6 separate regions of the Mus musculus genome follow, and regions 2, 3, 4, 5 and 6 are each linked to region 1. Evidence: chromatin contacts called from public promoter capture Hi-C data. All regions are on one chromosome and are shown on one strand. Each heading gives the region's core, a stretch centred on a gene start, on an enhancer-like site or on the middle of the called end of the contact. The rest is flanking DNA. Distances are from core to core; before and after follow the strand shown. Region 1 holds the start of Zmym5 (zinc finger, MYM-type 5). Region 2 holds the start of Rabggta (Rab geranylgeranyl transferase, a subunit). Region 3 holds the start of Carmil3 (capping protein regulator and myosin 1 linker 3). Region 4 holds the start of Pabpn1 (poly(A) binding protein, nuclear 1). Region 5 holds the start of Rnf31 (ring finger protein 31). Region 6 holds the start of Pck2 (phosphoenolpyruvate carboxykinase 2 (mitochondrial)).

Region 1 (4,619 bases), core at 722-3,221:
TTTTAAAAGTAAGAAATACATGTCTGGGGGCTGGAGAGATGGCTCAGTAGTTTAGAGCACCGGCTGCTCTTCCAGAGGTCCAAAGTTTAATTCCCAGAGACTACACAGTGGCTCACAACCATCTGTATGAGATCTGGTGCCCTCTTCTGGTGTGTCTGAAGATAACGACAGTGTATTCACATATATAAAATAAATAAATCTTTAAAAAAAAAAGAAAGAAATTAAAAAAGAAGTGCATGTCTACGAAGTACTATATAAGAAATCACAGTGCTGGAGAGATGGCTCTGTGGTTAAGAGCATCAGCTGTTCTTCCAAGGGACCAGGGTTTGAGTCCCCATACGCCTAAGTGCAGTTCATAACTTGCTGTCTAGTTCTAATGGATCCTCTACCTTCTTCTGAACTTCTTGAGCACTGCAGCCAAGTGGCACACAGATATACATGAAGCAAAACACCTATATATGTAACATATAATCTTTTTAAAACTGAAAAACAAAAAACCCTTGTAATTCGTTTGTCCTCCATCTTAAAACATGTCAGTAATTTTTAAAAATATTTAATCTTTATTTAAAATAACTGTTTAGTGTGGGCTGAAGAGATGGCTCAGTGGTTAAGAGCACTGACTACTCTTCTAGAGGTCCTGAGTTCAATCCCAGCAACCACATAGTGGCTCCCAACCATCTATAATGGGGTCTGATGCCCTCTTCTGGTGTGTCTGAAGAGAGCAATGGTGAAAACATTTTAAACAAACAAACAAACAAGCTTTTTCAAAAATAAATAACTGCTTAGTGGTTTAAAAATACAAGAAATTAAAGAAATCTCCTAGAAAGGAACACAAAAATGTTAAGTGCACAGCATCTTATGACTAAGAACATAGTCTTATTTAGGAATCTGAGAAGACAGCCATGTTAGTAGTACCCACTAACACACTACAGATCACACTGGCTTGGCTTTCTCAGCAGAAATCACTCAGGCAGCAACTCTTCACTTCGACAAAATAGAAAAGTCTATCCTAGTGGTTTAAGCAGGAAAGCTACGCAAAATGACTCACAATGGAGATGTTTTCCTTATTCCTGTCAAATCCTTCACCAAAGTAGCTTGAAGATCCTAGTATAAAAAGAAATTTACAAACAAACACCCAAAACACATACATACAGTGAACATCAACAGCTCCGAGGTAGCACCAAACCCTGAACGCCAAAGGAAATAAATAAGTCAAGGTGAAGTTATTCCCAAGCTGTTCTACCAACCTTCTCCAAATAAACAATAGATCAACTAAACGACAGCAGGCCAAGCTCATATGTTCTTTCCAGTTTCAGAATTATGAGTAGAGCGCGCAGCTGAGTCGAAGAGTAAACGCGTCCTCGAATCTAGAAAGGGATTCACATTTCTCCTAAGTAGTTACCACTCAAGTACAAATCCGACCCGGGAGAGGTTCAACAATTGGGTCCCATTTGCCGCAAGCACTTGATTAGGGCCTAACTCCTCAGTAGCCCGCGACAGGCACCAGGTCAGCCATTAGAAACTGGCTCAAATAAGATTAAAAGCTGCGACAGACCGACCCAAAAAAAAAAAAAAAGAGAGAGAGAGAAAACGCCGCGGGACGTAAGAGGACGCCCCTTAACACGGAAAACTTGGGGTGTCGGTTGAACAGACAGGGTGGGAGTGCGGCCCCCGGGCGGGAGGGCCAAAGGGCCCCTCCCCGACCCGCCCGCCCGCTCGCAGCACAGAAAGGAAAACACTCTTCGACCTCCGGCCGCTGCCGCCCGCACCCGGAGGCTCTCGCGCTCCCCGCCCCGCGGCCGCCTCACCCAGCCAGCCCTGCCGCGCCCGCGCTCCCTCACCCCTCCGGCCGCACGCGAAGCCGCCCTGGACATCAGCGCGGCCCCCAGCGCACCCTCAGGCCCCGACGCAGCAGCCGCGACACCGGCCGCCGCGGGCTGTTAAGCCCGGCTCGGTGGGAGGCTCCCGACGCTGCCCTCACCCATCTCCGCCTCCCCAGTCGCCCCCGCCTCCGCCTCCTCCTCCCGAGGCTGCGCTGCTCCCAGCCACCCCCACTCTCCGCGGCCCTCGACAGGAAAGACGGCGGGGAGAAGCCTCACCGGGTTCTGGCTGCAGCTCCGCGGAACGAACCTCCCCTCCCCCGGCCCACCCCCCTTCGGCGACACGCACAACTCCGCTCGGTCCAGTCCCGGCTTTAGCGCTGGTGAGGAGGAGGCAGAGGAGGCGGTGGCACGGCGGGGCCCGGGGAGGCCCCGCCCTCCGCACGCTCATTGGCTGATGGCGTGGGCGGCACGGAATGCCTCGGGCAGGCTCCATTGGCCCAGTCGGCCTTCTTTCAGGACCCTCCTCGGTGAGGTAGTCACGGCGGCTGTCCGTCAGACCTGGGCCACGCCCTCGGGCCTGCCGGCCCCCCCCCCCCCCCCCCCCGCCGCCAGCCCCGGGCTGGGCCGGCCCTCCCTCTCTTCCGCCCTCCCTCCGTGCCCCCGCCCCGCCCCCACTCGCGGGGTCTGCCCGGGTCAGGAGCCCGAGTGGCGCTGCCCGCAGTTCGGCTCGCGCTTCGGCCCTGGGGGCGGGCGATATTCGTCGAGGCTTCCGGTGGGCCCGGGATCGGGACACTGGGTCTCGGCCTCCAGACGGTCGCCACGGCCCTTTGCGACTCTGCTCGAGGAGAGACGCGGCCTCGATGTCCCGGCGTCCTCCCTGTCCAGGCCCCCAAGACCCCGGCGACTGGCGAGCCCGGCAATGCCTGCGGCGGACCGAGGGGGCGAGCCCGGCCGCGGCCGCAAGGGGACTGGTGCGCTGGCGGCCGTGCAGGCGCTTCCACCTTGCCTGGCCCGTGGGAAGGGTGTCCCACCTCCGCCATGGCTGCGGCGGGAGGAGACGTCGGCCTCCATTTTGTGGGATCTGTTGGGAGAACTTGGGGCCCATCAGAACCGAACCCGTGGGGACGAGAAACTTGGCCCGGAACGAGTCCGATCGCGCTCTACCATAGGCCTTGTCCTCGGCCGCCAAGAGTTTGCGCGCCGAGATTGCGGCGGGGCCACAGGACAGTGGTGACCCCAGACTGCCGCCGGGCAAGATGGAGCCCCGGGCTCCCTTAGCGGGCTCGCGCCCCTGGGACCTGGGCTGTCTGGCCTTGGCCGTCGGTGCCTGGCCGAGCACGCGCTCTCCGGCCTGCCCGGCGCCTGTCCTCCACGTTTGCCGGGCCTCGGGCCATCGCGTGCCCTTCGCTTCATCCTGGCTCCGTGGGCAGTGACCCTCTAATGGGAGTCCCACCGGACGCATTCGGAGCGGAGCCGCTGGAGGGCGGCACGAGGGTCTTTTGTTCCTCGTCTATACCCATGTCTTTGGCAGAAGACTTGGTGCCGGATTTCCAGGACTCCCTGTAACCTAAGAAATGCACCTCGCCCTGGTGTTTGTTAGCGGGATTACAACTGATGCTTTTAGGTTGGATTGAGGTTCTTGTTACATAATATGTGAAAATATATGACTCTTAACTGGACTTGGTGGCGCATGCTTTTAGTTCCAACACTTGCAGGCAGAGGCAGTTGGATATCTGTGAGTTCGAGGCCAGGTTGGTCTACAAAGTGGATTCCTGGACAGTCAGGGCTACACAGAAAAACCCTGAGTTGAAAAACCAAAAGAGCAAAAATATATATGAGTCTCTCTTTTAAGACAATGTCTAGCATAGTCTGGCCTGGAACTCTGTGATCTTTCTTCTGCCTTTGCCTCTCTCTTCCTCTGCCTCTGGAGCATTGGGATTGTAAGCATGTCACCACTGCTTTCTTGGTTTAGGCTTAGATATGATTTGAAAACAAAATCCCACACCTCATAGCACAGGAATGGAGTGCCAGTATTAAAGGCACAGAAGTAGCAGAATCAGTTCAAAGCTGACCCAGGATACATTAACTGCCTCAAAGAGAAAAAACAAAACAAAACCACAAAAACCAGGCAGCTGAGTGGAAGGCTATTAGATGGCTCAGAGGTTATGAGTGCTTCCTGCTCTTAAAGACTACCAGATTTGTACCTTCGTGGAGCAGTTTCCAACTGCCAGCAACTGCAGTTCCAGGAGATCCAAGCCCTTTTTTGGACAAGCTCTTCTGGCCTACCTACACACATAGATGTACAAATACATTCATGAGCACATATACATATCTCAGAGTTACAGAAACCGGAGTTTTTTTTTTCAATATTTAAAACGCACATCCCCTTTTTTTCTCTTCTGAAGTATGATAAAAGCATGCTCATTGGATGACAAACATATAACCCTAAGTCATGTTTCTTGTCCGTGGGTTGATTGGTGGGAGAGTTAAGTAAGCTTTTATATTACATAATGCTTTACTCTCTGGACGTTACCAACATCACCAGCATTTTATTTAAGTCTTCAATGGCTGAAAATAAATGTGTTAATCATAGTAACATTTCCACGACTGCTGAAGATGATAACCATCCCCCTTTCTCTTAAGCATTTGGAAATACAAAACTGTAGGTCCACTAAGTTGATTCACAAGGATTCTCTAGGTTTGGAGAGACTAAATGTTTTTAGGCTTGGTAGCTACAGGCCATATGTTTTCTGAAGCCCCATTTCCACAATTCTCTAATATTAGTACTGTTCAAAA
Region 2 (4,528 bases), core at 1,271-3,770, 1.1 Mb before region 1:
CATCTTTGTTTCTTTCTAAGTCTCAAACATCCTGCCCTTCCCCCACTGCTTACCCCGCCCCAGGAGCCAGCGGTGATAGAACCAGGCACTCTGATCATTGGGGTCAGTAAAGAAGGCATTCTGCACCAACTCCAGCTCTGTGGGGGCCAGGAAGGTTGCGTCAGCATGGTAGGATCCCAACTCTCTCCAGCCCAAGCGTCACACAGGAACTGCGTGTGTCAGTGAGGAGGAGGAGCTAAATAAGGTGGTGCAGAGCGGGGCTAGGCAGCCATCAGGACTGGGTGCTCCTGCAAAATCCTTGCCAGGATCCTCTAGGCCACTGGTCCTTAACCTTCCTAATGCTGCAATCCTTTAACACAGTTCCTCATGTTGTGGTGACCCCCCCAACCATAAAATGATTTTCTTTGCTCCTTGCTGACTGTAATTTTGTTACTGCGATGAATCATGATGTAAATACCTGATATTCCTGATGGTCTTAGGCGATCCCAATGAAAAGGGTTGGTCAACTCCCAAAGGGGTCGCAAGCCACAGGTTGAGAACTGCTGGTCTAGGCCCACTCACCTCTCAGCAGTACATTTTCAGGGAGCCGTCCCTGGGGGCCAGAGTCTGGCTGGGGGTGCAGCTGGGGCAAGAGGCAGGAGCGATAATGCCAGGAAGAATAGTTGGAGAAGTTCCGGGTGATGAGGCTGTCAGTGAAGGCTAGTTCCTCTGCAGGCGCGACAGCAGCCTGTGCAGCTACAAATCGCCGATAGTCCCAGCAATGAACTAGAGAGGTTGAGGGAGGGAGCCTATCTCAGACGCAGGACAAAGAGGAGCTACTGTACTGACGGCCCCCAGAATTCCTCAGAGAGCCCTAGCAATTCCTCCATGCAAACTACATAGACTGCTCCTATACATACATCTGGTTCCGCCATCCCTTTCAGCACTACCAGGATGCTGGTGCTAGATCCTGTGTATCCCTCCCCGCTCTGAGGACCCAGTACCAGGATGCGGGGCCCATGAGGTTTGTAGGGACAGGACTGTGGACACGTACAGTTCCGCTCATCGGCCTCGAGGAAGCGAGCGCACAGCTCCAGCTCCCGGGCCCAGTTGGGCTCAGGCAGGCGACTCAGCAGCCAGCAGCGGTGGTGCCAAGTGCCATAGGACTTAGGGTTCACACGCAGACAGCTCTCAAGGAAGCCTAGTTCTGCCTTCACAAGAGCAGCCAACTCCTCAGGGGACCTGGACCCCAAGAGAAAGGGGGGTTAGAGCCTTCCAACATCCAACCCCAACTTGTCCCTCCCTTCTTGTATCTGGTCCCCCTACTATCCTATCTCTATGCCCGGCTACCCCAATCCTCCTCCAGTTCTGCACCCAGGCGAGGGCCAGGGCAGAGACCTGAACTACTACATACTTCTGGGTTTCTAGCTGCTGGAGCACTTCTCTGCGACAGTTCCAGAGGGTGGCAAAATCAGGGTTGGCTCCCAGAATCTGGCTTGTCAGTTCTAGGACGGATTCATCCAGCTCGCCTGCCTCCCGCTGTGAAGACAGGTTATAGGGTCAGGGACCACAGCCTTTCCCCAGCTCTAGGTTAAACATTATAAACTCTGAACCAGTCAATAGTGGCACTATGCAACAGGTACTGTGCAAAACCTTACATGGCCTAACAGGTATTTTCTCACTTAATCTTTGCAATACTCGTACACAGGTTGTGCAATCATCAGCTCCATTTTACAGATGAAGGCAGTTCCAGTGACTCGAACAAGGCAATACAGCAACAACAGACAGAATCAAAATTTGGATCCCTACAGTTTGACTCTAGGGTCAAGCTTTTGGTCTTTGTATTATTGGGGACTACCTCCGAGGGCCCCACCTTCTGGAAGACAGCTTGAGTGGCTGACTGGTAGAGCTTTAGCTTCTGTTCCCGCTCTAGCCTTTTGGCCTCTGCCTGCTCTTCGGACGTCTTCACCTTCAGGCGCCCATGCTACCAGGGATATGAGGATAGGATAATATGAACGCCGGTTGCCTCGCAAGGGCAGTCTTGCAGAAGCCCGGCCGAGATAGCCACGTGGGATGAGGGCATGGGCATGCAGGGGAAAGGGGCTGAGCTCAGGGTTCTCACCATGGTTTCGGCTCAGCGTTGGCGATAGGGGAGGGGTCCGGAGGCAGCCCGTTCAATCTGCCGAAAGAGATGTCAATCACAGAACCCCGCCCACACGGCCCCGCCCCCCAGGTGTTTCCCGGAAGCTGCCAGCAGGCCCAGGATAAGGATCCCCGTGAGTTAAAAGGGGGCCGGCGGCTGGCACTGTGAGGTCAGGAGGAAGCGCTCACCACAACCACGGCCTCCGTCCCCACGGATCTTTCCGAAGCCCCACCCGTCAGGGCCGAGGCACACGCCGCGCATATAGAGAGCAGTGCCCGCCCGCCCGTCCGTCCGTCCCGTGGACCCTTGCACCCCCTCCTCCACCGGCGAACTCACCTGCTCAGGGAGGAGGTGCCAGGACGTGCAACTCCGGCCGCCACCGAGTCCCAGTGTGGCTAGAGCGGCTCCGTGCTGTGTGAGGTGCGGAGACGAGGCGCTGCGCCCCCTGCAGGCCTGGCTCTTCCCATTCGCAACTCAAACTGCAGCCTTGAAGGGACTGGTATCGGCTCAGGACACCCCAAGACCAAGTTTTCAGGACAAAGGAGCTTTATTTGCCCTAGAGGGACGAAGTATAGGAATAAGAGACAAGACAGGAGATGGAGAAGGGGAAAGAGAAGAGGGGAGGGGGGGGACGGGGGGGGCAGGTATTTCTCTCGAAGAGGGGACAAAGGACTGTCTTTGAATAGAGAGGAGACAGGCATGGCCCATAGGAGAGTGGCAGTTTATAAAGGTAAAAGGGGAAATCCTGTGTTAGGATGAGGTGAATAAGGGAACGGATCTCGGTAGCTAGCTTTAGGAACTCAATCTAACGTTTTTAGCAAGACAGAGGGAGTGGAGAGAAGGGCAAGGCCTGACAGAGCCATGTTTGCCAAACTCAGGCTGGCTAGAGTCCCTTTCCAGGCTAAGTGAAGAAGTTTCTCCAGCAACCTGCTATCAGCGAGTTCTGGCTGCCAAAAGTTCTCGGTTTCCTTCCTGTTCTCTTGATTTCATCTACATTCATGGTTACTATATGGCACCCAAACCTCTCTCCAGTCCAGACGTCCACAAGCATAATGATAGTGACAATTATATAGCAGTATATGTATTTGTTGACATGGTCAAAAGCTAGAGGCAGTGGTGCTGTTTGTAATGTTCAGCTTCTCAGGGGGTCGACACAGGAGGGTCTAGAGTTTAAGATAATAGTGAGGTTTCTAATTTTTTTAAAAATTGAGTATCACTGGGCAGTGGTGGCACACTGCCTTTGATCCCAGCACTCAGGAGGTAGAAGCAGGCAGTTCTCTGAGTTAGAGGCCAGCCTGGCTTACAGAGCGAATTCTAGAACAGCCAGGGCTACACAGAGAAACCCTGTCTAAAAAACCAGAAAGAAGAAAAATGTAGTTTCGCTTATATGTCCTAGAGATATTTCAAACTCTAAAAGCTAAAAAAGAGTCCCCCCCCCCGTCTCCCCCCTCTGAGTGCCAGCTTTATCATCATTGTTGCACTAAGTGGCAGTGTTCTCAAAGCTTTTTAGTCTCTTTAATAACCATTCAGTGCAGTTGCCACTAAGGCTGTTGCAATGTTCTTCATCCTGTGTTCTCTCTACTTTCATTCACCGTGAGCCATGGAGACAGATTTAAAGTATCCACTACCTGCCCAGCCCTTTTCTAGGTCCTCTTTTAGGTAACGTATTCTAGAAGAAAAGAGATGCTTCTTCTGGCCTTGTGTACTTCAGTCCCAGTGGGGGAAACAGCTGAGTCACTGGTTATCTTTGCTCCTGGCACTGTGATGGGAGCTCTGTATTTTTAATGCATGTGAGCGCGCGCGCACACACACACACACACACACACACACACACACACACACACACACACACACAGAGGACCACATGTGGAAGCCAAAGCAGAGTGATTAAAAATACGTCTCAGCCTAACTTTGTGGCTCACACCTGCAATCCTAGCACTTGGGAGGCTGAGGCAGGAAGGCCCTGAGTCTGAAGCCAGCCTGGGATATGCACTGAGATGTTAAGTGAAAAAGTTAAAAGGCTGGATTGGATGTCTTAGAGAACACCTGTAACCTCAAGGCATGGGACAAGAGAAAGAACCCCAAGTTCAAGGCCAGCCTGGGTTAGAAAAGGAGTTCCGGGTTAGTTTCTGCTATGTAATCTCAAAAACAAACGAAGAAACAAACAAAACAAACAAACAAACAAAAAGCTCCAACAACAAAACAATCATAGAAGAAAAATTTATCTAGATGCTTGAGTTGATGTTGTGATTAAATAAACTACCGGTGTGAAGTGCTTTGAATAATGACTATATTGAATAAATACTCAGTAAATAATAATATAGCAAAGGTATTATAGTTATTATTTTTATTTTTCCTGACAAACATGCAAGAAATGGAGGTTCAAAAAGATTACTAGCTTGCTGA
Region 3 (4,209 bases), core at 1,057-3,556, 1.3 Mb before region 1:
AACAGTATTGCCATCCTAGGACCCCAGTGAGTCATCTAATCCTAAGCATCTGAATCCCGGCTGCACGTTTGAAGCATCTAGAGGAGCTTTCAGTAGTGCGCCTGCTTACTGCACCCTTCCAGGGTCTCCTCTTTAACTGACCCATGGTAGAATTTATACATCTTTTACCTTTTCTTTTTATTAACCCTTCCGGGTGACTACACTGTGCAGAGAGGTTGGAGAAACACTAGGCCTTTCTGTCCCTCACGCTGACACCCCTAGAACATACAGAACCACGGTACAAACTGTGTGATTTAGCACATCCTTATAAAACAAATGTGTTGATAAGAGGACAAAAAATAGATTGCTGAAGAGGATCTTTACACTGAACCCGTACAAATGAAACGCCTCGGTCATGCCGTTTCCTATCAGCACCGACTCTCTGACACTCAAATAGCATATTTACATGTTGAAATCATTTCTTTTGAAACATCAAATAATTGTTCACCATTTTATCGGCCTGACTTTGCATTCTGGTATCTAAAAACAGTGTTTCTATATTTAAATATAACATGGTTTTGCAAGATACAGTATTTATGCATCTATAAATTATAAGCACCTAATCATAATCACCCTATTTAATAGGCAAAAAAAAAAAAGGTTGTACACTGGTTCTGAGAAAAATCACCTAATTTTTTTTTCAATTTTTAAAATACATATGGGTGTTTTGCCTACATGCGTGTCTGTGTGCCACACATGATCCTGGTGCTCCTGTCCCTGTAGGGCAGAAGAAGGCATCACACACCCCTGGAATTGGAGTTTTGGACCGTTGTGAACTGCCGTGTGTGTGTGTGTGTGTGTGTGTGTGTGTGTGTGTGTGTGTGTGTGTGTGTGTGTGTGTCCTGAAACTTAAACCTGGGTCCTTTGGAAAGCAGCTGGCCAATGCTCCTAACTGCTGAGCCTTCTCACCAGCTCCCACCTGATAATTCTTAAGCAAATTTCATGTCCTGTGAACCAGATGAGAGAGGCTAGCTAACCTATTTGACAATTGCTTTCTCCTTGTCTCCTGTTTCCCAGGCTAGGCAAGCCAGAGGATTGTGCTGGCATAGTTTCCTTCTTATGCTCTGAAGACGCCAGTTACATCAATGGAGAGACCGTAGTAGTGGGGGGAGGAACCCCTTCTCGCCTCTGAGGACCCAGAAACAGCCTACCAGGGCAGGTGTGTGGGGCGGGCTCAGTCCACCTTGCCTCTGTCGCCCTTCGTTGCCACCACCTAACATCTTGTTCACCTCACAAAATCAGTTCTGCCCAGTGATAAGTTCCTGCTTTCCCTGTGGTCGAAGTGTGGTCAGATGAGCATCCTTGCTGTTGCTATGGCCTTGAAAACGGCTTTGGGGAGGGGGCGGGAAGCTGGGGGATAGGTAGTGGGAAAAGGGCTTGCTGAGAAGACTGTGGCTACTTTAGTGAAGATCAAATCCCTCTCATCCTCGCCTCTGGACACTTTGAGGAGAGATAGAAGGGACAGACCTGAACAGAGATAGAAATTAACAATTTACGTATAAGGTACAAATAAAATGAAGATGATCGCGTTGCTCTGAATCAGTGCGTGTTTATTTCTCAATGTGAGGTGCTTAGTGTATCTGAGAAGTCTAAGCAGTGCTGGATCTCTGAATTCTCCCTAGCCCTCCTCCCTATCTCCAAGGCCTGAGCTTGCCGCTCAAGGGTGGTTACGTCTGCCTGCCACGGAGCTGCTTGCCAGCTGTTGGGGGAGGTAGCTCGGGAACTCCCAGGTGCTACTCTTAGCCTCACACCCCCAGGGACGGTGCCAAGGACGCCACGGGGATCCCCGAGACTAGACTAGCGAGCAAAAAAAAAAAAAAAAAAAAAAAAAAAAAGAAGAAGAAGAAGAAGAACTAACTCCCTCCCGCACGTTCGGACAGGTCTTTTTGCAGCATCGTCCTTGATTCAGAGTTCCCTCCAGGGTCAGCAAGGACGAGCTGGACCGTTCCTGAGCTGGAAGGAGTGGGAGGGCGGGGCCATACAAGAATGACCCGGGGAGGGGTACCGAAGCACATAAACAAAGAAATTGAAGAATTCTGCTTCGGGTGGCCGAGGCGTGGGTGGCACGCCAGTAGAAACGCTGCACCCCGCCCCTGAGATAGCTCGGACACCAGGCGCCGCGCTCCGGGCTTCTCACGAGGTAGTCCGCGGGAGGGGTCGTCGCGAGCGCGCGCGGGGTCTCACGCGGCTCGGAAGCTCAGCGCGCATGCTCCATTGGCCAACTCTCCGGGAGGGGCGGGAGACCCAGAGCTCAGTAGCCGGGGGGGAGGAGCGCTCGCGCAGCCGCCCCTGACGGGAGCGGGCTCCGCCGCTACTGCAGCGCTCAGCGCCGGGCCCTGCCGGAGCCGGGACTAGCATGTGCGGCGCCTCTCGGGAGGCGGCGGCGGCGGCGGCTCCTCTGCAGCAGCAGCGGCGGCGGCGGCAGCAGCAGCGGCGGCCGCCATGGCCAAGGCCAGCGTGGAGCTCACCCGCGAGCTGCAAGGTACGAGGTTGCCTTCATCTCCGGACACCGGGTCCGCGAGCATCGAGACCCAGTGCTTTCCTGCGGTACACCCCAGCCCGGCGCCTCCCGCCCCCTCACGCATCCCTCGCTCTTAGGCAGTCCCTTCCTCTGAATCTCTAGACCCAGCTTTGCTTTCCGTGGAGCATCCTTCTCTGCCCCACTCGCCTCACCCTATCAGAACCTTCCTGTCCCGGAGCCGCCCGTCCCGCTCTTTGGTGACAGGAGCAGTTCCCTGGCGCTCTTGGGGGCTGATTCTCAGCGTTCTTGACCCACCCCTCTGCAAAGCATCCAGTCTTCCCTCCGGAGAGTCCCAGCTTTCTCCCACCCTCGCCGGGCGGGGCCAGGCGTTGGGAGCTGCCCCTGGTCCTGACTGCTGCTTATCTCAACACCCTCCCTCCTCCCGGCCCCGCCCCGGAACTGGCCCTAGAGAGGCCCCTAGCGCCTAGGCCAGTGGGGCATAGGAGGGGAGTCCAGGCAGAGGCCCCGACTGAAGCTAAAACCAAAAGCTAGGTTTCTGCGGCTCATTTCCAACAGCCCCCGTCCCAGCCTGCCCCCTTCTCCTCACCCACCATCCACACACATCTCAAGAGCTCTCTGGACCAGTGATTCCCAGATGTTTTTCCTCTAATTACACCCCCCCCCAGACCCTCCAGCCCTGCCACAACCCTGATCCTCAAAGGTAGGAGCACAGGCTAGCCCATGCAGAAAGCAGGACGCTCAAGGATACTCAGAGCTCTATTGCACTCTGGAGATCTCTGACACCTACACATGCACAGTCACGAGATGTTTGTACACACACCTTACAGAAACTGCACACATCTATGCACACCACACCACACCACACACACACACACACACACACACACACACACACACACACACACCACACACACATAATACTTGGATGGGTCTGTCAGAAAACGGATATGGGCTCACTGGAACATTAAACCCTTCTCTCACCCCACCCTCCTCACAAGAACTGTCTGGCACCGGTCCCCTTTCATATGCAAGCCAGCACTCATTCACACTTTCCTATCCCCACAAATGCCATACTCGGTTCCCTGCCATCATCAGAAGACAGGCATGCAGCCATAATAAAAAACAGATTCTCATACCCCAGAGCACCTAGGGTACAGTCAAGGAACATTCCTATCCTGGACTCCCAAACCCCTACAGAGAGGGGGGAGAGGGAGGGAGAGAGAGAGAGAGAGAGAGAGAGAGAGAGAGAGAGAGAGAGACTCACTGCATATGTGTTGATGGTTACTATAGTGCACGGGTGGGTGGGAAAATCCTTCACACCTTCAGAAGTGTAAGACACGTGTTCCCACAGACAGTGCCACTCAGCAACTGTCCCCTGACTCAGGGACACCAGGAGCCAGAGTTTTCTCCCTACTTTCCTCCCATAACAAAGTCACCAAAAAAAGGACCATCTCTGCTCCATACATACCTCCCTGTCTAGTACGTACGTGTCTCTGTTTCTCTCCTCTCATCTGTCTCTCTCTCTGGAGAGCGGAGTCAGGGTGGTAGGGGTAAGAGAAAGTTCTGAGCAGGTCCTACCCATCTGCAGACAGCATCCGGAGGTGCCTGAGCCAGGGGGCTGTGCTCCAGCAACATCGTGTGAAACTGGAGACAAAACCCAAGAAGTTCGAAGACAGAGTGCTGGTGAG
Region 4 (4,682 bases), core at 1,780-4,279, 1.9 Mb before region 1:
GAACAGCTCACAGCTACCTGTACTCCAGTTCCCTGGAATCTGATACCCTTTGGCTTCTGTGGGCGCCTCCATGTCAGTGCTACACATAAATTCACACAAACACACATATACATACATAGAAAAGTAGTAAGTCTTTCAAAATAGCATAAGGCTTCAAGTCATATGTCATCACTGACCAGTGAAATATAATGCAAGTCACAAAAAGAGTTTTACATTTTTCTAGGGGCCTCATTAAAAATTGAGAGAGCCTTTAATCCTAGCATTTGGAGGTCAGAAGCCATAGGATCTTACTCTGTAGCTATGTAGCTCACTATGTCCTGAAACACACTATGTAGATAAGGCTGACCTTGAACTCAACCTGTCTCTGGGCCCAGCCCCCCCCCCGTTTTTTTTTTTTTTTTTTTTTTTGAGACAGGGTCTCATGTAGCCCAGGCTAGCCTCAGCTTTCCTATATAAGTGAGGCTGGCCTCGAACTCCTGATGCTTCTGCTTCCCCACCCCCCAAGTGTTAGGAATTCAGGAGTCTGTTATGTTATCACACCTAGCTCTGTGGGATATTTTGTTTTTTAAAGATTTTAAAAATGTATACGTGTGTGGGAGAGAGTATGTGCATGTGTGTTAGTACCTGTGGAGGCCAGAAGGTGTTGGATTCGATAGAGCTGAAGTTACGGGTGGAGTGAGCATGTAGGTGCAGAGAGCTGAACTCAGCTCCTCTGTAAGAATATCAAGAGCTGTGGCTTTTGAGACAAGGTTTCTCTGTGGCCTGGCTGTCCTGAAACCCAACCTATAGACCAGCTGGCCTCAAACTCACAGAGATCCACTTGCCTCTGCCTCCCAGTGCTGGGATTAAAGGCGTGTGACTCTAGTTACTCACTGTGCAGACTGGCCTGGGACTCCTGGTTGTTTTTCTGCTTCAGCTTCTCAGGTGCTAAGATTACACATGTGTATCACAATGCTGAGAGGAAAATAATAACCTCAGCATGCTCCTCGGGTAGGAGGATCTCAGGTGTAAGGCCAGACTATATAATACAGCCCTGTCTCAAAACAAAAACAAAAACAAAAAAAAAACAAAAAAACCAACCAAACAAAAAAACACACAGCCGGGCAATGGTGGTGGCGCATGCCTTTAATCCCAGCATTTGGGAGTTTAAAGCCAGGCTGGTCTACAGAGAGAGATCAAGGAAAGCCAGGGCTACACAGAGATCCTGTATCAAACAACAAAATTCAATCTAAAGGATTTAGGGGAATATGGTTTTGCAAAGGTTATTTAACAGATGGGTGTGGCAGCACACACCTTTATTCCCAGGGTTTAGGGAGTAGAGGTAGGTGGGGTCTGTGTGAGATTAGGTCAGCCTAAACTATAAATTGAGTTTCAGGCCAGTCAGTCAGTCAGTTAGATCCTGTCTCCAAACACCACCATCATCACACGAAGGCATTTGGTAATCACATTTCCCTTAGTTAACCTTGCTTAAATTGGGTGCCAGCAAACCCTTCAGATTTTGAATTGGCTGGAATCGGTGTAAGGTTCTTTGGAACGCATTTGGTGCCTGACTTCGGTGATCAACTTCAGTTCAGATGGATCCGCAGCAAGAGTGCGACTCTGCTTCCAGCTCCCAAGCTTCTGAGGTAAGGCCTGCAACTGTGGGGTCAATCAGCTGTGCTTCCGACTTTGCTTTTGCCCCACTCCCCTGGTGCGACCAAGTTAGCCATTTTGATTGTGCTTGTATGAATCTATCCCTCAGACTTGTAGTTTGGTCTGTCTACAAAAAGTCCGTCCTCTTGCAGATTTAGCACTACTGTTCTTTAATTTTTATAAATGTGTGGAATTTCTTCTGGAGTGTGGGTATCATACTATCGTCTCCAGGGCCAGATCTCATGGTTATTTGAAGGTGCAGAGCTGTCTTGAGAATTTGCATGGAGAATTTCCCCCAGTGGTCTTCAAAGTGGTTTGGAAGCTAGGAAATTACACCTAGAAGTTGCAGTCACCCAATAATCACACAAATTTGCGGATAGAAATATAAACAGGACTTGGCCCCTTGTCTGCGGGCACTCTGCTTAGCTAGGAAGGAGCACAGAACGGTTAAGAGTGCAGTGGAAATAGGCCCACTTGTCTCAAGATAAAATGGGAAACCTGGTGGAAGGCATTCTCACTGAGGTGGTCTGGTTTAGGAGAAACTGCACATATGGGACTAAAGCTGTGAACCTCGGGTAAACCGGGGAAAGTGTGGAGACCATACTTGCAAACTAGCCCTAAGTAAGGAATTTTTGACACGTCAGCTGGCCAAGAAAAAGAGGGTGTTGTAATAAGTTAGGCAAGAAAACTGGCTGAATCTTAGTCTAAAACAATAACCTATGCAGAACAACGGGACACAACTCCTAGTGGGAGTGAGGTTTGCTGATCCTTACTTTTTTTTTATTTTTGAGGTTACTTTTCTATGTAGTGTTGACTGGCCTGGGAACTCATTCTGTAAGTAGTCTAGTTTTGAACTCACAGAAATCTACTTGCCTCCGCTTTCTGAGCGCTGGTATTAAAGGCGTACGCCACCACACTCCGCCTAGGAATTCCCTAGTTTTAAGCCAGGCCATCCTTTCGAGAGCAAGGTTCACCTGTCGCACAACGGGTGTCTGCCCGTCGAATCCCATAAGCCAATCGGCATCCAAGAATGGGCCACTTCGGTGAGGCGTTTGGAAGATTGGTCCTTTTCGCCTCACCAGTCAGAGGCCAATTGCGGAGCATCCTCCATGTTGTGGGCCCGCCCATGGGTGGAGGATGAACGGAAGGTCGTCACAGTGCGGGCGTATTGTTACCTAAGGACTCAACAGGAGGTGGGGTGTGTTGATTGACAGGCATATTTCACCTACCGGGTTTAGAGAATTTGGCACAGTGGCCCGCCTTAGAGGTGGGGCCTCGTTTGATTGCCAAGTAGAATTCCCCAATAGTATTCGAGCTCGGGGTAACGGGCAGGCTGACTGACTAATGAATCCTCGGCGTGGCCGGCTCAGTTCTCCAATCGCCGATCGGCGGGCCCCAGTCTGAGCGGCGATGGCGGCGGCGGCGGCGGCGGCAGCAGCAGCGGGGGCTGCGGGCGGTCGGGGCTCCGGGCCGGGGCGGCGGCGCCATCTTGTGCCCGGGGCCGGTGGGGAGGCCGGGGAGGGGGACCCGGGGGGCGCAGGGGACTACGGGAACGGCCTGGAGTCTGAGGAGCTGGAGCCTGGGGAGCTGCTGCCGGAGCCCGAGCCCGAAGAGGAGCCGCCCCGGCCCCGCGCCCCTCCGGGAGCTCCGGGTCCTGGGCCCGGCTCGGGAGCCCCCGGCAGTCAGGAGGAGGAGGAAGAGCCGGGACTGGTTGAGGCCGACCCCGGCGACGGCGCCATTGAGGACCCGGTGAGGGGAGGAGGGCGAGCGAGCGGGCCGGGTCATGGGAGGCCCAGAGCACGGACAGGAGGCAGGCAGGCGGGGGGTGGGGTTGGGCGGGGAATAACGTGGCTGGTGGCGGGCCGAGGCCGTTCGTGAGCGGCCTGGTGGGGCATCATGGGTGTCTAGGGTGGCTCTAGAGAAGGTAAATTGACTCTTTTCATTTTTTCTGCGTGTTTTTTTTAAATAATATTTTTTATTTCAATCACGACCCTCGCACGAGGCGAGGGAAATGGCCGAGCACGGCTGTGGCCGGGCCCAGACAAAATGTACGGCACAGCCCCTGCGTCTGGTTAACTGCATGCCCTGCTCATTCATTGTAGGAGCTAGAAGCGATCAAAGCTCGAGTCAGGGAGATGGAGGAAGAGGCTGAGAAGCTAAAGGAGCTACAAAACGAGGTAGAGAAGCAGATGAATATGAGTCCACCCCCAGGCAATGGTGAGTAGATCGCCTCATGCACGCACAGTCCGGATCTTTGGTTGATAGGGTAGTGGGGGAAGACTGCAGCGTGGCAGAAGCCGGGGACCTTGAATGAAGCTGCTCGTCTGAGCAATTTTTTCTGGGCAGGTGCTGTGGTCATAGTCCATTACGTGTTCTACTGACCTTTGTTAGACACAAGCCGTTTTGGTGAAGAGATAGTCTTGTGCCTTCCTTTGTCTCATTTATAAATGTGTTTCTCTTTGTTCTTAGTTTGTCTGTACCCTTCTTGGGGCGATTATCAGCTGGCATTTGACCTTCAAGTCTTAACACTTTTCAGTTGGAGACCCTTTAGTTAGGACTTAGGAACTGACTGGTGGCTGTAAGGGAGGGAGTTCTTTAAAAATGTTAGATTTCAGTCCATTCTGTTTTGTTTGCTTTGAGGCATTTCAGCTAAAGCTGAATAGAGACTCGACTTGAAAAACGTAAAATCTTAACACCGTTTTTTATGGTCTTTTAAGAGGTAGTTTCTCTAATGTATATTGAAACCTACTATGTGCTAAACACTGTTATAGGTAATTGGTATAGTAGAAGTATACCCAAAATTTAGCCTGCGGGTGGAAGTGTGTGTGTATTGATCGAGCAGAAGATGTGCTTGCCTAAGGTAATTTTTTTCCCCTCTAAAAGCTGGCCCAGTGATCATGTCTCTTGAGGAGAAGATGGAGGCTGATGCCCGCTCTATCTACGTTGGCAATGTATGTATCAAGGAATAGTCTGCTTTGGGTTTTGGGGGGGACTTTTGTTTCTTATTCCTTACTTTGTTATGTGTTCAAATTGGAGTTTCCCCAGTACTT
Region 5 (4,900 bases), core at 256-2,755, 1.2 Mb before region 1:
AAGGGCAGAAGTAGGGCTATGGGGTTTTCCCTTTGGGCGACATCTTTACCTTTCCATTCAAGGGGAGTGGCAAAAGCAGTTAAGAGTTCTAAGATTGATCAGATTACAAGTAGAAACAAATCATTGCAGTTCACCTTGAGTAAGCATGAAGGTTCGGAGACACCAAAATTAAGGTGAACTGGTGGGTTACTCAGAGCTTGTGGCCCTAGAGTTCTGCACTAAGACTCTGGGTTACATCGACTGAATTCAGAGACTTACCTCCTGGAAAAGATTTTGTCTGAAGACATCCACCTGCACAGACAGAAGTAGCCGGATGCTGGTTAGGGTTTAGTTTGTATAGAATAAGGGCCCACTCCCAACCTAGGTGCCTTCCAACTCTAGCCCAAACCTGTCCCACAAAGCTAGTTTCCCCCTGGAGGAGCCTGCTCAGTGCACAGATTGGCTCGAGGACACGGCACTGGCAATCCCTGAGCAGAAGTGAAAGAAAGCCCTAAAGAAAGAGAGGCCGGTGGAGTTCGCTCGCAAGGCCCCATTGGTGCCCAGGAGCACCGAGCTTTATCTCCGTTAGGACTTCTCACTCCTTCCTGGCTTCGGTTCCCATTTACCTGTTTTCGGGCTTCTCCACTCAAGCGGACCCCACAAGGCTTGGCCATGCTTCCCCCCACTTGGCAGCTCTCGAGCCTGGGCTAGCAGCCCCAGCTTTCGCTTTCACTCTCCAGGCCCAGACCCACCCCCCTCAGCCACGCCCCCTCCCTTTTTTCTCCTCCTCCTGGCCGGCCACCAACCGTGAGTAGTACCCCCTCAGCCATTCCCAGCTAGTTGCCACTAGGAAGGGCGGTGTTGGCTTCATCATCAGGGGCTGTCCAAGGGAGGAGCTAGGAAAGCGTGGGACGGCGGAGACTCAAATAGAGGCGGCCTCTCGAGAAGGGCGGAGCTTATAGTATGGACCGTCCAGGGGAAGTACTGGACTGAGAGAGGGTGGGACAATAGGAAAGGGGGTACCCAGAGGTGGGGTTCCATGACGCTAGACTGAGGAGGGGACCAAGTAGGATCCGAGAGAGTAGGAAGGATAAGAAGGAGGAAAGCCTGGCAAGATGGAAGGGAGCAGGACGAGCGGGACTGCCTTCCCTTCAGGACAGACTAGAGAAGGGAGGAGCCCGCCTGAGCCGGGCTAAGGGCAGCCAGAGCCGGTCCCCGATAAGGTGGGACTTCCCCGCCGGGGAATGGAACAGAACCAACACTATGGAAATAAAGATAGCAAAGCTCTGGGCAAAATTAACCCCTCGCATGGGAGGTGGGTCCCTCCGGAAGGGGCGGGATAGTTTAAGGGAAGGCGAAGAAGAGAGCCTGATTCGGAAGGAAAAGGTTCCGTAGCATTATGGGAGGAGCCCGGGCCGCGGCTTCTTCATTGGCGGCGACCTGGCCACCCTTCCTGATCTCAGCTTTACCGTCACTCCGAACCCTCCTTTTCCTCTAAAGTGGCCCACAGTCCCGCCCTCTCTGCCAGGACTTCCTGTTCCCGGTAACCCTGGCCGTGGATGGGGCTGAGCGGGGCGGTGGCTTAAGTGACCCGGGCTGCTGTGGCGCCGCGCGCACCTGCGCCAGCCCCTGGAGGGCAGAGAAGCTGAGCCTGTCTCCAGTCTCAGGATGCCGGGAGACGAGGAGCGAGGCTTCCTGGCGGCCCGCGAGGAGCTGGCGAGCGCCCTGAGGTGGGATTCTGCGCAGGTTTTTCCCCTGGAGCAGCTCATGCCGCTTCTGGCCACCTCTCTGCCACCAGCCGCCCGCTACCTGCAGCTGGACGCCGGACGCTTGGTCCGCTGCAACGCTCATGGGGAGGTGAGGTCAAGCCCGCCCGGCGCTCCATGGAAGGGGACCTAGGCTCAGAGGCCAGGTGGGCTAGGCTCACGACTCTGCTTTTCTGAATGCTCCCAGCCTCGAAACTACCTCAACACCCTATCCACGGCCCTGAACATCCTGGAAAAATATGGTCGCAACCTCCTCAGCCCGCAGCGGCCCCGGTATTGGCGCTCAGTGAAGTTTAATAACCCCGTCTTTCGCAGCACGGTGGATGCTGTGCAGGTGAAACTCTTGGACCTTATCGGAGAAGGGGACTAGACCTGTGCTTAGGGTTGACCAGAAAGGCTTGAGGGTGTGCTGAGTGGGGGACCAGCTCTATTGCCTAGGAGGTCTGTTAGATGGTGACCGGGTCCTGAATGTGTGCCAGGGTGGCCGGGATGTACTACGGTTGTATGGCTATACTGAGGAGCGCCCAGATGGATTGAGTTTCCCCGAAGGGCAGGAGGAACCAGATGAATACCAGGTTGCTGTTGTCACACTAGAAGTACTGCTGCTTCGCACCGAGCTCAGTTTGCTGTTGCAGGTGAGATGACCTTCTGATTCTAAGGATTTTAAGTACTTGACTGGGAGCCCCAAGGCACGTTGAGACACCCCCACCCCCGTGCAGGGAAATTCTGTTGCTGCAGCAGCCAGCCTGGAAGCTTCTGTTACACTTTCTCCCTCTGGAATGTTAGGAGATCAGGGCTTACAGGGAGAACGTTGTTCAAGGTGGGAATTCTTTTCATCATCTTGTTTGCAGAATACTCATCCCAGACAGAATGCACTGGACCAGCTGCTAAGAGAGAGCGTTGAAGATGGTGTAAGGAAGGCAGGAAGGGTGTTGTTCATGGAACACGGGGGGGGGGGGGGGGGGCTGAGTTTATGGGATTCTGTGCCCCCAGCACTTTGCCCACGCTCCGCTTGCTTTCTCAGATGCTGCAGCTTTCAGAGTTTCACCCCCTTCTGAGGGAGATTGTTCCTGGCCCCCGCCCCTCTGCCCAAGGTATTGTATGCTTCTTTACGGGAGAAAAATATTAGACTGAGTTGGTGCAAATGTAGGATTTTCTTTCCTCTTGTATTTGTTGTTTTTTTAAGATTTATTTATTTATGTATATGAGCATTGTATTTGCACATATGCCAGTGTGACAGAAGAGAGCATCAGATCCCATTACAGGTGGTTGTGAGCTACCATGTGGGTGCTGGGATTTGAACTCAGGACCTCTGGTGGAGCAGCCCGTGCTCTTAACCACTGAGCCATCTTTCCAGCCTGTATTTGTATTTTATTTCAAGAGATGAAAGCCCCCCTTCCCCCCCACACACCATGGGTCCAGATGTTGTAAAGACTGTTTTGTGACTTCCCCTAACCCATAACAAAATTTTAAGTGTAGCCTGGTCTTTCCTCCTTTAATATTACTTTTTAGTAGTGGAAGGTGGGTGGGTAGATATGTGCATGTAGGCACAGGTGCCATGGAAGCCAGAACCGATCCCTCTGCGGCTGGCATTACAGACCATGTTGAGCTGCCCAACACAAGTGCTGGGAATCAAGCTGCAAGGGCAGTACTTGATCTTAACTGCTTAGCCATCTCACCGACTGTGTAGCCTGGTCTTTTTAAAAAGGCTACTCTGGGGGTTGAAGAGACGGCTCAGTGGTTCAGAGCACCTCTTGCCATAGTTCAATTCCCAGCATCCACTTGGTAGTTCACAGCCATTCTTAAGTCCAGTGCTAAGGGATCTGGCCCTCATTTGAATTCTATGATGCATGTGTCATACAAAATAAAAAGTAAATAACTTAGAGAGGGAGTGGGGTGGAGAGAGAGAGAGAGAGAGACACCAGACATGGTAGGTAGCTCACACCTTTAATCTTTAGTCTTAGTCCTGGGGAGGCAGAGGCAGATGGATCTGTGAGTTTGAGGCTAGTCTGGTCTACAGTCATTTGCAAGCCAACCAGCCAGGGCTACATTGTGGTGAGGCGGGAATAAAGGTGATGCTTGTCTTTCTGTGTTTGGCTTGTCTTGCTCAATATGGTATCTTCCAGTTTTGTCCATTTTCCTTTCTATAACAAGATTTTGTTCTTTGTAACTAATGCTCCAGCGTGCGTGTGATTACAGAAGTTGCCTTTATGTGTAAACGTCTTCATTTGCTTGTTGATAGGTCCATGACTCCATATCTTGGCTGAGTATATATGCTTGTTAAGTTTTACACTTTTGGTTTCGTTTTTCCAGGCTCCACTCCTGGTCCCTGTTTCCTCTGTGGTTCTGCCCCAGGCACACTGCACTGTCCAGCCTGTAACCAAGTCTCGTGCCCAGCTTGTGACATTTTGTTCCATGGGCATCCGTCCCGTGCACATCACCTTCGCCAAGCCCTGCCTGGGTCCCACCAGACTGCCAGCCTGAGCTCTAGGTGAGAGGCTTTCTCTTCTTGGGGAGAGTGAAATTAAGAAGGAAATTGAAGATTACTTGAGTATCTATTATGTGTCAGGTTCTCTATGGAAGGGTGTCTTACAGAGAACAGCCCCCCTAGGAAGTTATAGATATAAACACTAAGCAAGTAGCAGCCACTATAAGACAGATTGTTATGATACACAGGTTGGCAGTAGATGGATACAGTTTTGTCTGAAGGATCAGAATTTTAAACACCTAGCATGATGTTAAGAGATTGCTTCCTGGAAGAAGTTGTCAATAATCCATCATTTAATTATTGACTCATATGGGGATGAGAGTGTTCCAGACAAAACAGCAATCAGAAAGGCCAGAGCCCTATGTCATAACCTATGCAATGGGAGAGGCAGGGGTGAGGGGACTCGGGTACTAACTTCTACCTCAGCTGGCCACATCTGCTCTTCTATTACAGTTTACCTGCCTCGTCCCAACCACGGCCCCCCTCCTCCTCCTTGGCCCTGGGAGATAGCTCTCTTTCTTCCCCTGACCCTGCAAATGCCTGTCTGCCCTGGCATTGTCTTACCTGTGCCACACTAAATGAGCCTTGGGCAGTGTTCTGTGCAGTCTGTAGTCAGCCCAAAGGCTGCAAGGTGCCGGGAATAGAGGGTTCCCATGGAACCGGGGGC
Region 6 (4,743 bases), core at 539-3,038, 1.3 Mb before region 1:
CATTCCTGGTACAGCCAAAGCTGTGGGCAAAGGTCATGCCTGAGCTGAACAGTAAGTTCACTAACATGACCTTCTCTGTCCCTACTTCCACTGTGCGTCCTGGATCTGACATGCTGCCCAGAGAAAACTGCCATCTGGGAGATGCCAAGAGGTGTGGTGACACATACCTTTAAAACTAGCACTTGGGAAGCAGATTCTGCATTCAATGCCAGTTTTGTCTACATAGTGAGTTCCAGGACAGCCAGACTACATAGGGAGACTGTGATTCAAAAGTAAATACAGACATGCAGATATAAGAAGGTGATGAGGCACCGGGTGTGGTGGCACATGCCTTTAATCCCAGCACTAGGGAGGCAGAGACAGGCGGATTTCTGAGTTTGAGGCCAGCCTGGTCTACAAAGTGAGTTCTAGGACAGCCAGGGCTACACAGAGAAACCCTGTCTCAGAAAAAGAAGGAGGAGGAGGAGGAGGAGGAGGAGGAGGAGGAGGAGGAGATGATGATGAGGCAGGCATTGAAGCATCCTGGGCTGATATAGGGACCAGTTGCCTCTTGAGACTTTAACAGCAACATCCATTCTACCTTTGATAGTGGTACTAGCATTGCTCTCAATAACCACTTTATCAAGCTCATATCCAGGTATGACAGATAATTTGGCTACAGCAACAGAGCAGTGGACCATTTAGGTCCACACAGTCCTCTAAGGTCCACATGGCCTCCAAAGAATAAGAAACTCTGGACCACCTACCCCAGCAAGAGTAGGAGAGGAAGAGAGCCCTTGGCTGTTTAGGGAGACCCTGCCATAACTCAGGCTCCACAGCACTGAGCATCTCTGCTCACAGTTTCCATCCTAACCCCCAAAAGAAGAAGGGGTTTTTAAAGAAGCCCTCAGACAGTCTTAATAAAGACCACTGGGGTGGTTAGGGGACATCTATTGATCTTTGTCTCACTGCTCTGCCTCTGCCTCAGGCAGGTTGGTGCTTTGCATTATCAAGCTGACACCCAACAGAACCCAACTTAGACTCTACAGACTCAGCAATCCAGCAAAAAAAGGAGCTCATGTCCAAAGGTTAGAAAAGGTCTCAGACAGGGATCCCATGCCCCCGTCTCTGAACATCCTGATTGCTGTGGCCAGGGTGTGGGCCACACAAACTGGCCCTAAGAGAAGCAAGGTCAGACCCACATGATCTGATGGTTCTCCAAAGAAAGTCACAGTGCTGCAACCAGAAAGAGGATTCTGAGCATCATGGATGCGTTGAGTTTGGGTTGGTACAGCATTTGAATACCCAATGGTCTCAAGTTGGAATGAAATGTTGAGAAATTACACAAGGACTCTCTTTGGGATTAGGTGGGGGAGGGCATTAGAGGACCAAGGATATGTCTGTAAGCCTGAAACACCCCACCAATTCCATGGTGCTAGAGGAAACTCCCTTGATAAGAAGCTGGGCACGGACAATAGTTTGGTTTTGTTATTATTTGAGGACTAAGGAGAGCTTAGTTAGCATCTGGGACCCTGGAAAAGAAAAGCCTGAGGCTAGGAGTGCTCTGGAAAAGCAAACCTAGACCTTGAGGGTTTAGGCATCTTGTTATCCTGGGCTCCCCAGCCCTGGTCTCATCCCTCACTCTTAACTTGTTTTGCATTCGACATCTCTTGGTTGCTTTCTCTAAGGAGCAACAGCCTTCAAAGTTACATCAGTATCTTACAGCGTGGCTGGCCGAGTGGGCGGATCCCAAATTGAACTCCGGCCTCCAATGGCTTGAGGATGTGATGACTGTGGGGCGGAGGCTTCACCCAGCCCGGGGCCTTGAGCCCGGGCTAGTGAGCCGGCCTACAGAAGGGCGAGAGAACCAGCTAGGTTCCGCCCCGGGGACTGCCCGCCTCCTTTTTAAGCGCCTCCCGCCCAACCTCAACTCCCTCTGGCTTTGCTATGCTCCTTCCTTCCCCGCCTTCCTTGTCTCCCCGACTGCGCTCGTTCCTGTGGCCATCCCGCAGCGCCAGTCCAGGTGCCATGGCTGCTATGTACCTCCCCGGCCTGCGGTGAGTGACCCATAGCCCGGGGCCCACTCCGCGCTCCACCTTCCGGGCTTCCTCCGCTTGTTTCCCATCCTAGGAAGAGACTGGCAGGGTGGCTATTAATCAGTGTGGGTCTCACGGTGGTGCATCCCCCCCCCCCTCCGCATTCCCATCCCCAGCCATGCCAGGTTTCCTAGCCAGCCTCTGTGCTCTTCTGTCCCTCCCTGCGGCTTGTGTGCTGTTCTAGCTGCCACTCGCAACCTCCTCCCCCTTCTCCTTTGCCTTCCTGAGCCCTATCTCTGCAAATGCTCTACTTAGCAGATGTAATTCTTTCAGACCAAGGGCTCCTAGTCCAGCTTTCAGTGTGTGAGTAACCATTAAGGCCTTGAGGCCATAGGGTTTGAGGCCCCGGGGACCCGAGCTCAAAGCTCCCTAAAGACGGTAGAAGGTAAACATCACTTGCAGCCTCCCTGAGAACAGAACGGAACCTGGCACGAAGCCCAGTGAAGCCTCTGGGGACTAGGGGGGGAGGGAGACAGGGAGGGAGAGAAGGAAGGAAGCAAGCAAGATGGGAGGAGGGCAGACTGCCTTTTTAACTTGGCCGGCTTCCCCCAGTAGGTCCTGGACCCCAGGCTTGTCCTGGCTGGCTCCCCCTGCCCCACCCCCCATACAACCGGGCCTCTTCTCCGTATACCCCTCTCTCCATGGTCTAGGATGTAAAAGAGTCTAAACTGACTCCTTATCTCTTCTTCGCAGTTTACTTGGTTAATCCATGTGAGAGTGGTCTATGAAGGATAGAGAGAAGGTCCCTCTCAGGGGCGTGCAGGAGAATTGGGGTGGGGCTGGGAGAAGCTGTGCTTCCCATAAGACAACTGGAGCCAATACCTGGGGATCAAAGCTTTCAGGATCATGCATTTAAAATTAATTTCTCAGGGAAACTGTCATGTGCAGAAAAACACACAAAGAGACCTACCTTGCTGTGCCCCCACCCCCTGGGGCCACACAAAGTATGCTGCCTTTTTTGTCTTCTGGAAAACACCCCACCCAGGCCCAAACTCCCACATCCAAGAGCTTTCTCTTCTCCCTTCCCAGGCAATGTAGCCTGTGTTCTCAGGTTCTGACCCTACCATCAACCCCTAAGGCTTCTAAGGAGAGCCAGGGAATGCACAGGCCCACACCATCGAGGCCTACTATGGGTTTCTGGCAGGTGAGGCCTGGCATGTGAGAAGGGTAACTACATCTCTTTACCTTCTTTTGTCCAGACCAATCACAGCAGACCCTACTATCTTCCAGGAGGGTAGCAGGACAAACAATACAGAGACTACCCTGCCCTTCTAGGAATCTAGGCATGGACCAATGGCATTATTCTTCTTGATCCAGTTTTCCCTATGTTAAAACATCCTTGGCTAGTCCACCCTTGTTGACCCAGGTGAACAGAGGCACTACCTGAAACCCCAGCATCCGTTGTCTTCATTCGAGAATCCTAACCTAAAGCCTGGCTGGCACTGGGAGAGGGCTTTACCATCTGGAGCTATGCCTTCTGTTGGAGGCATTTACACCGAAGGAGACAGATAATAGTAGCTGCCATTTGAACATCAAAACTGATTGAAAAGGCCATGGAAGAGCTTCTTTAAGATTGCTCATGAAGCTCTCATCTGGGCAATTTTCTTCACTCTTGGACCAGAGGCTTGACTGCCTCTCCTCCCCGATGGGAGACACAAACCTCATAAAAGCCACAGATACAGGTAGTCTGAACTCACTCCACATACCCACCACAACCCAGAACCTGGTCTTATGGTGCCTGCAACCAGACACACTTTGGTACTCCCCAGAGGTACGGCTTTCTGCCCCACTCACCAATGCTTGTCTCCCATGATAGCCACTGGATGGTTGACTCTCTGTTTTGACTCTGATAGGCTTAGCCGGCACGGGCTAAGGCCCTGGTGCTGGTCACCGTGCCGTAGCATCCAAACCCTGCATGTGCTCAGTGGAGATATGAGTCAGCTGCCGGCTGGAGTTCGAGACTTTGTGGCGCGCAGTGCGCATCTGTGCCAACCAGAGGGCATCCACATCTGTGATGGGACCGAGGCTGAGAACACTGCCATACTGGCCCTGCTGGAAGAACAGGGTCTTATCCGCAAACTCCCCAAGTATAAGAACTGGTAAGCCTTGAAACTAGCAACCCCCAAGATGAAGGTTACTGCTTAGACTGAGGTCCCTCTGGGTTCCCCAAGACAGATATTTCTAGACCACATCAGTGGAATGAGCCAGAATGGGAGCTTCAAGGGAAAGTGGAACGGGAAAGTGAACGTTTTTTACATTAAATGAAAAAGTTGATACGAATTTACAAATTGGAGCTCTTACTTTGGAGGGGGCCTACTTACTGCCTGTCTCCTCCTTCATGAAACATTTGCCAGGGGTAGAGGCTCCAAGGCTGTGCCTTGGGGAAAACCCCTCTTAATGAGACAAAGCCTAAAGGGACTAAACTGGAACTGGATAAGAAAAAATAATGCTGACAGACCTAGAGTCAAAGTTAAACTTAAAAAGTGGCCGCTGGGCGGTGGTGGCACACGTCTTTAGTCCCAGCACTTCGGAGGCAGAGGCAGGTGGATTTCTGAGTTCGAGGCCAGCCTGGTCTACAGAGTGAGTTCCAGGACAGCCAGGGCTACACAGAGAAACCCTGTCTCAAAGAAAGAAAAAAAGGAAGGAAGGAAGGAAGGAAGGAAGGAAG

Evidence for each region. Promoter capture Hi-C pulls out the DNA fragments that hold promoters and counts their contacts. Capture Hi-C pulls out chosen DNA fragments and counts their contacts.
Region 2: a promoter capture Hi-C map of hippocampal neurons shows a contact between it and region 1, with 6 times the contacts expected there. The contact joins the promoter of Rabggta here to the promoter of Zmym5 in region 1. A contact is called at or near these places in 3 of 39 promoter capture datasets (the HPC-7 cell line, hippocampal neurons and liver).
Region 3: a promoter capture Hi-C map of liver shows a contact between it and region 1, with 4 times the contacts expected there. The contact joins the promoter of Carmil3 here to the promoter of Zmym5 in region 1.
Region 4: a promoter capture Hi-C map of liver shows a contact between it and region 1, with 7 times the contacts expected there. The contact joins the promoter of Pabpn1 here to the promoter of Zmym5 in region 1. A contact is called at or near these places in 2 of 39 promoter capture datasets (liver and pre-B cells).
Region 5: a promoter capture Hi-C map of adipose tissue shows a contact between it and region 1. The contact joins the promoter of Rnf31 here to the promoter of Zmym5 in region 1. A contact is called at or near these places in 2 of 39 promoter capture datasets (hippocampal neurons and liver), 1 of 484 Hi-C or Micro-C datasets (B cells), 1 of 115 datasets of contacts at active chromatin or transcription factors (astrocytes) and 1 of 9 other capture datasets (adipose tissue).
Region 6: a promoter capture Hi-C map of liver shows a contact between it and region 1, with 6 times the contacts expected there. The contact joins the promoter of Pck2 here to the promoter of Zmym5 in region 1. A contact is called at or near these places in 2 of 39 promoter capture datasets (liver and pre-B cells).

Annotation. Positions count from the first base shown.
Region 1 is chr14:56,809,493-56,814,111 of GRCm38.p6, forward strand. It overlaps Zmym5 (zinc finger, MYM-type 5), which reads right to left and starts at 1,972. Exons shown (of 8, transcript NM_001253753.1): 1 at 1,842-1,972; 2 at 1,248-1,367. It overlaps 2410022M11Rik (RIKEN cDNA 2410022M11 gene), which reads left to right and starts at 2,497. Exons shown (of 1, transcript NR_152252.1): 1 at 2,497-4,407.
Region 2 is chr14:55,719,743-55,724,270 of GRCm38.p6, forward strand. It overlaps Rabggta (Rab geranylgeranyl transferase, a subunit), which reads right to left and starts at 2,521. Exons shown (of 17, transcript NM_001360387.1): 1 at 2,459-2,521; 2 at 2,102-2,158; 3 at 1,853-1,963; 4 at 1,394-1,518; 5 at 1,034-1,221; 6 at 562-765; 7 at 54-137. The coding sequence starts at 2,104.
Region 3 is chr14:55,488,763-55,492,971 of GRCm38.p6, forward strand. It overlaps Carmil3 (capping protein regulator and myosin 1 linker 3), which reads left to right and starts at 2,307. Exons shown (of 40, transcript NM_001374104.1): 1 at 2,307-2,521; 2 at 4,110-4,204. The coding sequence starts at 2,482. It overlaps Dhrs4 (dehydrogenase/reductase (SDR family) member 4), which reads left to right. Exons shown (of 8, transcript NM_001037938.2): 8 at 1,057-1,578. The coding sequence ends at 1,171.
Region 4 is chr14:54,891,114-54,895,795 of GRCm38.p6, forward strand. Pabpn1 (poly(A) binding protein, nuclear 1) reads left to right here and starts at 3,030. Exons shown (of 7, transcript NM_019402.2): 1 at 3,030-3,381; 2 at 3,735-3,849; 3 at 4,516-4,583. The coding sequence starts at 3,043.
Region 5 is chr14:55,590,237-55,595,136 of GRCm38.p6, forward strand. Rnf31 (ring finger protein 31) reads left to right here and starts at 1,506. Exons shown (of 21, transcript NM_194346.3): 1 at 1,506-1,836; 2 at 1,933-2,079; 3 at 2,225-2,380; 4 at 2,597-2,656; 5 at 2,770-2,839; 6 at 4,059-4,236; 7 at 4,687-4,900. The coding sequence starts at 1,648. Psme2 (proteasome (prosome, macropain) activator subunit 2 (PA28 beta)) reads right to left here and starts at 785. Exons shown (of 11, transcript NM_011190.3): 1 at 606-785; 2 at 259-291. The coding sequence starts at 653.
Region 6 is chr14:55,538,478-55,543,220 of GRCm38.p6, forward strand. It overlaps Pck2 (phosphoenolpyruvate carboxykinase 2 (mitochondrial)), which reads left to right and starts at 1,789. Exons shown (of 10, transcript NM_028994.3): 1 at 1,789-2,036; 2 at 3,929-4,174. The coding sequence starts at 2,008.